Regions from separate parts of the Mus musculus genome. Here region 2 is linked to region 1. A link is a contact called in public ChIA-PET data. All regions are on one chromosome and are shown on one strand. Each heading gives the region's core, a stretch centred on a gene start, on an enhancer-like site or on the middle of the called end of the contact. The rest is flanking DNA. Distances are from core to core; before and after follow the strand shown. Region 1 has its middle 56 kb from the start of Ccdc6. Region 2 overlaps Ccdc6 (coiled-coil domain containing 6).

Region 1 (5,324 bases), core at 284-2,783:
AGGAGTGAGCCGGGCAGTGATGGCACACACCTTTAATCCCAGCACTCGGGAGGCAGAGGCAGGTGGATTTCTGAGTTCGAGGCCAGCCTGGTCTACAGAGTGAGTTCCAGGACAGCCAGGGCTATAGAGAAACCCTGTCTAAACCACCCCCACCCCCCAAAAGAAGAAGGAGTGTTTCATCTAATGTTGGGCTGTGGTCTCTGAAGCTCAGAGAATCCTGCAGAAGGGAAAGGGAGGAAGAGGGGCAAAGGACACCACAAGAAAATCCACAGAAGCCACCAACCTGGACTCATAGGAGCTCACAGAGACTGAACCACCAACCAGAAAGCCTGCATGAGACTGACCTAGGCCCTCTGCATATAGGTTAGAGTTGTGTAGCTTGGTCTTCCTGTAGAACTCCTAGCAGTGAGAGGAAATCCTATCTCTGACTCTTTCTCCTGCTTTTGGGGTCCTTTTCCTCCCACTAGGTTGCCTCATCCATCCTCAGTACAAGGGGAGGTGCCTAGTCTTACTGCAACTTGATATGCCATGGTTGGTTGATATTCATAGGAGGCCTGCACTTTTCTGAAGAAAAATGAAGGAGAGGTGGATAGGGGTGGGGGGATGAGGCAGAGGAAAGGTGTGGGGAGGAGGGAAGGGAGGGGAAACTGAACTTGGTGTGTTAAAAAAGAAAGTATGTGTATAGACACATACATACATATATACACATATCTATATACATATATGTGCATATATGCATGTAAATATGCACACATGTGTATATGCATATAAATATATATGTATGTGTACATATACACACATATAGTGTACATGTATGTATATGCATATATACACATGTGTATATAAATGTATGCACAAATATACACATACACATGTACACATATATAGATATGTATATGTATACATATATATATGTATGTGTATATATATATATATATGTGTGTGTGTGTGTGTGTGTGTGTGTGTGTGTGTTTTCAGTGGCAGACATGGAACCATCTGGAAGGACCGTGATAAAGAAAACATCCACAGAGGACAGAGTCTTCTGGGCAAAGAGAAAGGAGATGGTTCCAAGACAGCCCTGGGCTTGAGAAGGAAACCCTGCTATATGTTAGAGACCAAGTGGAGGGGCCTAGACAGCAAAGAAGGCATCGCTAAATCGTGATCCCCTTGGTTGGGGAAAGAGCAATGGCTCCGTTCCCAATATACTGTTGAGCCCAGCGTAGTCCTCCCTTGACCTTCTGAGGTCTGCACTTGATAATGCTGCCAAGAGTGAGGTTACTTTCCCAAACAGTCTGACATTTAGACACTAAGCTCTAGGATCGAGTTCCGTGTCCATACATGTCTCCCCTTGGTTCTCATCGAGTTGTACTGGTTATACGACCCAGGGCAATTTACTTAACCTTTATGTTCTCTCATCTGGCAAGCAGGTGCTATCTTCCCAACCGCAAATAGAGGAAGTGAGATCACCCGTACAAAGCCTTTCAAAGAGTACTTGGCACGGAGCGATGCTCCGAGAATGCTACCAGACTTTTACTGCTGCCGGTAGAGGATTGTGCTTAAGCGAAACAGAGCGCCTGGCTGTCTTCCGTCCGGCTTAGGTAGGGTGGCACCACGGAAAGCTAGTGACACAAACATTCACCCTCTCATGGGCAGCCTGCCGCTTAGGCCAGGGCACACCCACTCTGGGGCTCTGTTTCAGCTGGCCCCTGCTCTCCGCCTAGACTACCAGCTTCAGCAGCTTCTTCTCCATCAGTGACCATTGGCTCCTGGGTGGAAGCAGGCATCCTCCAACTAAAACCACATCACACCCTGTCCCAGATGCAGGCACCGCATCTCTGAGGTTCATCACCAGCTCCTCTGAGGTCAACCCCCATACCCCGCAGCAGCAGCATCGTCTTTGGTTTCATTTCTGCTTCCCAACTTACGCTACTATAAGAAAAAAAATGTCTGAGATATCAAATATGTCAACTTAAAGTAGGAAGTGGGGGTTCAGTCCCGAGGAAGTTCCAAAAGTGGTTAGTTTGGTTTTGTTTGTTGTTTTTGTTTTTTACTGAGACAAAGTCTCATATAGTTTGGGCTGGCCTTGAACCTGCTATGTACCTAAAGATGACCTAGAACCCATGGTTCTACTGTCTACACCTTCTGAACACCAGGATTACAGTGTACTACCACATTTGGTTTTATGTGATGCTAAGGCGCATGGCAGACAAGCATTCTACAAACAAACTACATCGCCAGCCTTGCTTCCAAAGCTAGCTTTATACACTCACCCACAATGATGCCAACAACGTTAAATGAGAATCTTTTGATTCATGGATAACTTTTCACCTCTTCATTATTCAAAAATGCAAGAGTCAGCAGATGTATGAAGACAAATGAAATCCAGAAGCCATGAGGAAAAGCCAGAAAGATGCTACAAGACAGAAGTAGGAAAATTCATACAAGAGGAAGAGCTTTTTTCTCATTATGTCTGTTCTCTTTTCTTCATATGTTTTCCTTGCTATGATCCATCCAGACTCAAACTCTCTCCCTCACTCTTCTTCTTTCTTCGCCCTCTGGAAAGAAGATGAGCCTCAGAGACAAGCTAACATGGAGAAAAGTGAACCAGACAGAGGGAAGAGGACAGAGAAGAGAGGAAAGACATGGGATTCTGGTGATGTCATCTTAGCAACTGCAGGCAGCTGCACTCCAAACTTTTCAGTAACAAGATCTAGTAAGGTCTCTTTGTTTTTTCTTTAGGTATCATAGAATTGGATTTTCCTATCTTCTGATGGAAGGAGTCCTGCTGGAAACTGATTATTAAGTATCAAAAGCAAGCCAATTCCAGACCAGCCTCACCTGGGCCAGACCCGCCTCACCTGGGCCAGACCCGATCCTGCATCTCCAAGTCTGCCTTATTCCAGGCCCCACACAGCCAAATAAGTAGGTAAAGGCCTGACTTAGTTTGAGTTTCATTGCTGTGAAGAGACACCATGACCTTCTTATAAAGGAAAACATTTATTAGGGCTGCCTTACAGTTCAGAGGCTCAGTCCAGTATCATCATGGCAAAAGCATGGCAGCACACAGGCAGACATGTTGCTAGAGAAGGAGCTGAGAGTTCTACCTGTTGATCTGCAGGCAGCCTTAGAAGGGGACTGTGTGCCATACTGGGTGTGGCTTGAGCATAGAAGACCTCAAAGCCTGCCCCCACAATGACCCACTTCCTCTAACAAGACCACACCTACTCCAACAAGCCACACCTCCTAATAGTGCCACTCCCTATGCACCAAGCATTTAAACACTTGAGTCTACAAAGGCCATTCCTATTCAAACCACCATAGGACCCTAGCACTCAAGTCCCTCAAGACATTGATTCCTTGAAGAAATGTCATGAGAAACACTTAGGCTCTCTGGCCAGGTCTCGACTATGTCTCATGGTTCAAGTTTCCTGAGAACAAAGTATAAAGAGCAGGGATTTCATTCATAAGAAATAAAAGCCCAAACCCATGCTACATACTCTCCACCACCTATAGGACACGTTGGGGCTTTGAGGTATAAACTGTGCTCAACCCCACCAGCATCAAACGCATTACAGATAGCATTCTTTCTAGTTGGCTGTGTCCAGTTTAGTTTACTATAGACAGTGATCCAGGAGGATACTAGTAAAAAGGTGGTATCCATGATCCTCAGAGTACAAAAAGACTGTGCTACAGAGCTGGGAAGGGAAGAGAAAAGAAGCCAGATTCAGTAGTTCAAACAACACAAGCCCTCACTGGATTATGCAAGCTAGCCTGATCTAGCAGTCTTCTATGCTAAATGTGGACATGGGCTCATAGCCCCAAGACTAACAACACTTTAACAGGTCCTGCATCCTAGTCCTGTATGTCTCTTTCTTCAGGGTACCAATTTGGGCAAACAGTGAGGAAACCATCTGTTTTCCAAAGAAGCGCTTTGATGTTTGGCAACGGTGTTCCTGAGACTTTATTCAAATGGGGGCACAGTCAGAAGTTAAAGAGTCTCTACATTTTTTTTGTCCTTTATTCTTGAGGACTTTTGAAAATATATACAATGAATATGATCAGATAGGCCCCACCCCTTTTCCTTCCTCCAACTTTCCTGTATTGGATGCTGCATGCTAATACAAAGGCATGCCTGCCGTGGAATGGCTAACGGCTTTCTGACTGAGAGCTGAGACCTGCTCTACAGGAGGAAGTTTCATGCCTGCTTACTGTAACCCTGGTCAAAATCCCACAGTCTTAGAGTAAACACTTTTATTGTTATTTTTCCTAGATGATCAAATTGCCTTCTGGATATTTATGTTTATAGCCATAGACCTAGGCTTCTCTCAACCTTTAGTCAAGGAAGCTTCTTCTCCCTGGATGCAGTCAACAGAGGAATGCCTAACTGGTGAAAGGCCTGAGGAGAAGAGATTGAGTGCTAGCTAGAGAAAGTACCCAAGAGCTGAAGGGGTCTCCAGCCCTATAGGTGGAACAGCAATACGAACTAATCAGTACCCCCAGAACTCATGTCTCTAGCTGCATATATAGCAGAAGATGGCCTAGTTGGCCATCATTGGGAAGAAAAGCCCCTTGGTCTTGCAAACTTTATATGCCCCAGTACAGGGGAACGCCAGAGCCAAGAAGTAGGAGTGAGTAGGTAGGGGAACAGGGTGGGGGGAGGGTATAGGGGACTTTTGGGATAGCATTTGAAATGTAAATGAAGAAAGTATCTAATAAAAAAGAAAGAAAAAAAGAGAGAGAGATTGAGTGCTTAGCCAATGAGACACCTATATCACTCTCCGTACCTCTAAGGCTCAGAAGATATCCTGGGAAAAGAGGCAGAAACCACTAAGGATAGGAGGGGTACTGTAAAGTGCTGTCTTTTGCACACGACATGGTTATAGCTATGACTATAAACTCATAGCATCTGTGGATACCTACATAGACCTGCACAAACCTTTCGTCTTAATAAACTCTCAGGCTGGGCATGGTGGAGCACATCTGGGTCACAGAACTCAGAAGGCAGAGGCAGGGGGATCTCTGAGTTCGAAGCCAGTATAGACTACACAAGCACAGTCCAGATTTAAAACAAACAAACAAACAAACAACAATAACAACAACCCTGTCTCAAAAGACAAACAAACAAACAGACAAACAAAAAGAGTCTCAGGATTCCATCACGTTCTCTGTCCTCATAGATATGTGACCCAGAACAGACAGCTTCAAACAGTTTGCCTGTGTACAGCTTTAATTCAGAACTGGCCCCCAAACACTGGAGCAAGGACATTAAACTATAAGCAAACAGCAGTTTCTTGATTCCCCATGACTCAGAATCCAAACAGCCA
Region 2 (4,811 bases), core at 1,069-3,568, 140 kb after region 1:
GAGTTTCTGTATCGTGTCTAGCCGAGAGATGGTCCTCTAATTGCCTGTTGTTGTGGGGTCCCTATCTATTGGTATCGGGAATGGTGGCTGTGTTAAATGAATGTGGCCGTTTTCTTCTTCCTATTGCATGCTAGAGTTTGAAGAAGTTTGGTGTCACCTCTCTTTGGAGGTCTGACAGAACTCAGCAGTTAGTCCCTCTGGGCCTAGACGGTGTCTGTCTGTCTCTGTCTGTCTTTCTGTCTGTCTGTCTCTCTCTCTCTCTGTCTCTCTGTGTGTGTGTGTGTGTGTGTACAGTTTGTATTACTAAGTCAAACTCATTGCTTATAATGAACTCTCAGTTCTAAGCTGCTTCTATCTTCTCACTTTAATTTTGATGAGTCTTGTGTGTTTCAAAAGCTGTATCCATTTCTTGTAGATTGTTCCAATTTTTTTAGAATGTAGGTTTTCACACTATGCCCTGATGAGCCTTTGAATTTGGTTGGTCTCTGTCTCAAGGTTAGTTGGGCTAAGGCTACGTCAAAGTTAACTTTTCAAAGAGCCAGCTTCGCTATTGCTTATTATTATTAATAATAATACTATGGGTTATTACTATTGATGATTATTTCCATCTCATTAGAACTTTGTCCTGATCTTAATATTTCTATCTATTGATTTTTGGATTTGACATGTATCCTTTTTTTCTCAACCCTTGGCACTTCACAGGTCCCTGTTTGTTCCCTTGCTTGTTGTCCTGCATAGATCACCCTTCACCCTAGCCTCAGTGTTATTCCGCTGCTCTGTGTTTTCGGGGTCTTCACTGTAAGACGTTTAGGGTTCTTCTATCTTGCCTCTTTCTATCCACGCGGCCATTTTCTTCCTCCGACTCTGGGAAACTTTGCGCATTGTTTTTACTAAATGGGTTTTCTGTGTCTTTAGCTTGCACTTCTCTGTCTCCTATGCTGGAATGAGCGTCCTGCTGGTAACTAGAGCAGCTGCTCTCTGCATGGGTACCTCTGTCAGATCCGGCCCTCTTGTCTCCTCCTCAGCACTTGGTATTGAGGAAGTCGTTAAGATAACTAACAAATCCAAATACAACAAAGAGCTTTTTGAGCACCAGCTAAGGAATTAGCCTTCTTCTGACACAGACCATTTCTGACCAGGTGTGGCCATATTTCACTGAAAGGGAGTTAGAGCCTCTTAAGATGTCTGGGCACCCACTGTGTGGGCACCCACTGTGTGAGACCTAGGTCACCAGCTGGGTGTCTTAGGGTTTTACTGCAATGAACACCACGACCAAGGCAACTCTTAACATAGGACAACATTTAATTGGGGCTGGGTAACAGGTTCAGAGGTTCAGTCCATTATCATCAAGGTGAGACCATGGTAACATCCAGGGGCTACAGGAGCTTAAGATTTCTACCTCCTGTTCCTGAGGCATTTAGGAGAAGACTGGCTTCCAGGAAGCTGGGAGGAGGGTCTCAGAGCACACCCTCACAGTGACACACTTCCTTCAAAAAGGCCACACCTAATAGCACCTCTCCCTGGACCAAGCATATTCAAACCACCGCATGGGGTCTGGTCTGTGAGGATAAAGTGTGACTAGCCACACAGCCCTCTGCCTCTGTCCACCAGAGAAATAATAGATCCAGAGACATAGATCCAGAGAAATAATAGATCCAGAGACATAGATCTAGAGAAATAATAGATCCAGAGACATAGTTCCAGAGAAATAATAGATCCAGAGACATAGATCTAGAGAAATAATAGATCCAGAGACATAGATCTAGAGAAATAATAGATCCAGAGACATAGTTCCAGAGAAATAATAGATCCAGAGACATAGATCTAGAGAAATAATAGATCCAGAGACATAGATCTAGAGAAATAATAGATCCAGAGACATAGATCCAGAGAAATAATAGATCCAGAGACATAGATCCAGAGAAATAATAGATCCAGAGACATAGATCCAGAGGACTGCAAAGCTCCCCACCACTTCTGTGGATGCTTTCAAGAAAACCGGATTTTTAAAATAATGGCAAGTTATAAACGGGACTCTAGAAGTTACAGAAGAATGACAAGCTTCCCTCTTTAAAATCTCTCTGCTTCCTCACTTGAAAAGGTTTTACTGTATTTTGAAATTGTAATCCCTGCTTCTAAGTCTGTTCTTGACAGTTTCCCATTCTCAGTAAAACGGTTTGACTGAACACGTCAGCCCAAACACAAAGCAGTTCACTAGATATTTTACTAACTACTTTAAGACTCGGGGGAGCTGGAGTACAGAGCACCTAGGGCTGGGCTTCAGAGGGGCCGCTCTTAGAAGATGTGGCTTCCAGATAGATGGGCCACTTCCTCCAGAGCTGACGTTCACGGCGCAAGTTTGCTTTATTTCTGTTGGGTTTGTTGTTGTGTTTGTGGGTTTTGGGGGGGTGGTGTGTCCTGTAGTCCTGAGCTAACCTTGCGTTTTGATCCTCCTGCTTCTGCCCCAGATTGCTGGGATTAGAGGCGTGTGCCACCAGAGTGCTAGAGGCACAACCCAGGGCTTCATGCATGCTGCTGCAAAAACTCTCCCCAACTGAGCTACATCCCCAGCCCTGCTTTTACTTATTTTTGTAAGTTATTCAAGGTACCATGGAGTTGCTAAGTACCTGGTTAAGTAGCACTCTGCACCCCAGAATTGAGCCATTGAGATAGATCTAGGGGAAAGAAAATACCAGACACTTAAGACTGTAAGGGGTGATCTTAAACCACCTTCCTGTTTGTATAATATAAGGAAACGCCCCACCTGGTGTTCTTATGGTGGACTGTCCTAAAGAAGGGAAGGAGACAGAGACAGGCGTCTAGTTGAGCTGTGTGTCATTCAAGCTTCATTAACCTGCTTGGAAGGGGCTGGGTCAGTCCCTCGTGTGAATAAACACCAGGGCTAATGGTGCTCTGAGGTCCAAGTCCATGCCTGGTTAGCCTTAAGACCAGGGAGGATGGTTTGTCAGGAAGTCTGTCAAACAGAAATCCCCCTGCATCAGCACTGTATGCTTGGTTTGCAAAGTGAAAGCCGACGGTCCCCGTAATCACACGTCAGCATCTTTGGGCCCAATGTGAGCTAGACTCAGCACAGAGTGGCTGGGCATGACCCGCCCAGGGTGCCCAGCACTGGTGTCTTCTGTTAAATTCTAACCTGTTAAGCAGAGCCTGCCTTGTGAAAACCTTGGCACTCGGCCTAGGGGCATATTTGTCCTTCAGTGTGTTAAGTATCAGTGAGCCTGTTGATTTTGAGTTTCAAGTAACAATTCAAATAGATATATCTGTGTGCTTGTGAGGTCACTGGCAGGACTCCAGGACAGGTCCCTTGTGATATTTATGTGTTGCGTGGCTACGACAAGTCTCTGGGGATGATGACACTTGTGAGACTAGAGCAGTGTGACTCCGGAGTCCTCTGTACTAGAGATGTCCCCTGGGTACAGCCTCTCCAGCTCCCAGGATTTTGACCTTAGGTTGTGCCTTGAGAGCTTCACTCCTAGGGTTTCTTCTGCTGAGGCCCACGTGAACATGGGTGTTTGAACCACTTCCTCCTCTCTCCTTTCAGGTATTTTAATGAGATGTCTGCACAAGGATTGAGACCTCGCACTGTGTCCAGCCCAATCCCTTACACGCCTTCTCCCAGCTCAAGCAGACCTATATCACCCGGTGAGTGTGTCTGCGGGCTACCTCGGTGTGGCTGTTTTCCAGCTGTTTAGTGCGCATGTGTATGTGTGTGACTGTGGCTGTGTGTGTGTGTGGTGGTTGTGTATATGTAGCTGTGTGTATATGTATATGGGGGGCTGTAGGGGGGTTGCAAAGGGGCTGTGCATGTGGCTGTGGGGGGCTGAGGCTGTTTGGGGGGCTGTGTGTATGGCTAGGGCTGTGGCAGGGGCTGTGTGTATGTGTTAGGGCTGTTTGGGGGGCTGGGAGGGTTGTATGTGTGTATATGACTGAATGTGTGCCTGTGTGGCACTGGGAATTGGACCCAGGCCCTCACACAGATTTAGCTAGATGCTCACCGATGGTTTTTAGCTAGCTCTTGTGGTTGTATTCCCTTCTATTTTGTGATTTTTAAATCTAAGTCACCATTAGTACTGAGTATTTATTGGTTGGAGACCTTAAACAACAAAGTCCCTTGATTTACTTTCTTAATTATTTATTATTTAGTGTTTTTCTTTACTTTTTAACTTTTATCTTTGAGGATTTCATATTATCTGTCTGCCCCGTCTTCCTCAGTGTTCACTGAGCCTTAGGTACAGATGATGATGATGATGGTGGTGGTGATGGACGACCTTCAATTTGACTTCAAAACCTCTTTCTAGAAGACTGTGTGTGTGACTAGTCTTAGGGGATGGGCAGGGTTCCTGGGTTGATTGCAGGATGTCTTCCCATGTGTCTTTTATGGGTTCCTTCACTTCATTCCAACTGCCTTAATCTCACTTTTGCTGTCGGTAGTAATCTGGGCATCGTTTTCTTCCCTTGTGAAAATAGAAGCGCAGCCAGTCACGGGTTACTAGCTCTGGGTCTTTGGGCGAAGAGGAGGCCAAGTTGAGCGTCTTTATCCAAAAACCAGTGTCTCCCACTCCCCCTCACCCCCCCACCCCCAGCACAAGCTGCCTCCTGATCCTTGCAGTGGTTTGTGAGCCAAGCCTCGCTGGCCTGGTAGGTTGCTTATGCAAGCAAGACAGCTAGCGTCTCCCACTGCTGGCTTTGTTAGCACGGGCCTTGCCTTTCCCAGCATGCTTGCCTTCATCTGACCCCAAATACTCCTGAGTGTCCCAGGCTGGGCACCAGCAGGGCTTGGGGCTCCCGTG

The links. ChIA-PET counts read pairs in DNA pulled down with a chosen protein or histone mark.
Region 2: an RNA polymerase II ChIA-PET map of memory CD8 T cells shows a contact between it and region 1, with 22 read pairs. The contact joins two enhancer-like sites. A contact is called at or near these places in 1 of 115 datasets of contacts at active chromatin or transcription factors (memory CD8 T cells) and 2 of 9 other capture datasets (liver and pancreatic islet).

Annotation. Positions count from the first base shown.
Region 1 is chr10:70,038,563-70,043,886 of GRCm38.p6, forward strand. No RefSeq gene overlaps it. Among named protein-coding and RNA genes, the nearest start is that of Ccdc6, 56 kb to the right of the region's middle. Within about 2 kb of position 1,534, at least 93 of the 459 cell types and tissues checked have an H3K27ac peak or open chromatin away from gene starts, as enhancers often do. A contact at or near this core is called in memory CD8 T cells, where this site is marked.
Region 2 is chr10:70,178,598-70,183,408 of GRCm38.p6, forward strand. It overlaps Ccdc6 (coiled-coil domain containing 6), which reads left to right. Exons shown (of 9, transcript NM_001111121.1): 7 at 3,563-3,663. Among named protein-coding and RNA genes, the nearest start is that of Mrln, 24 kb to the right of the region's middle. Within about 2 kb of position 2,319, at least 61 of the 459 cell types and tissues checked have an H3K27ac peak or open chromatin away from gene starts, as enhancers often do. A contact at or near this core is called in memory CD8 T cells, where this site is marked.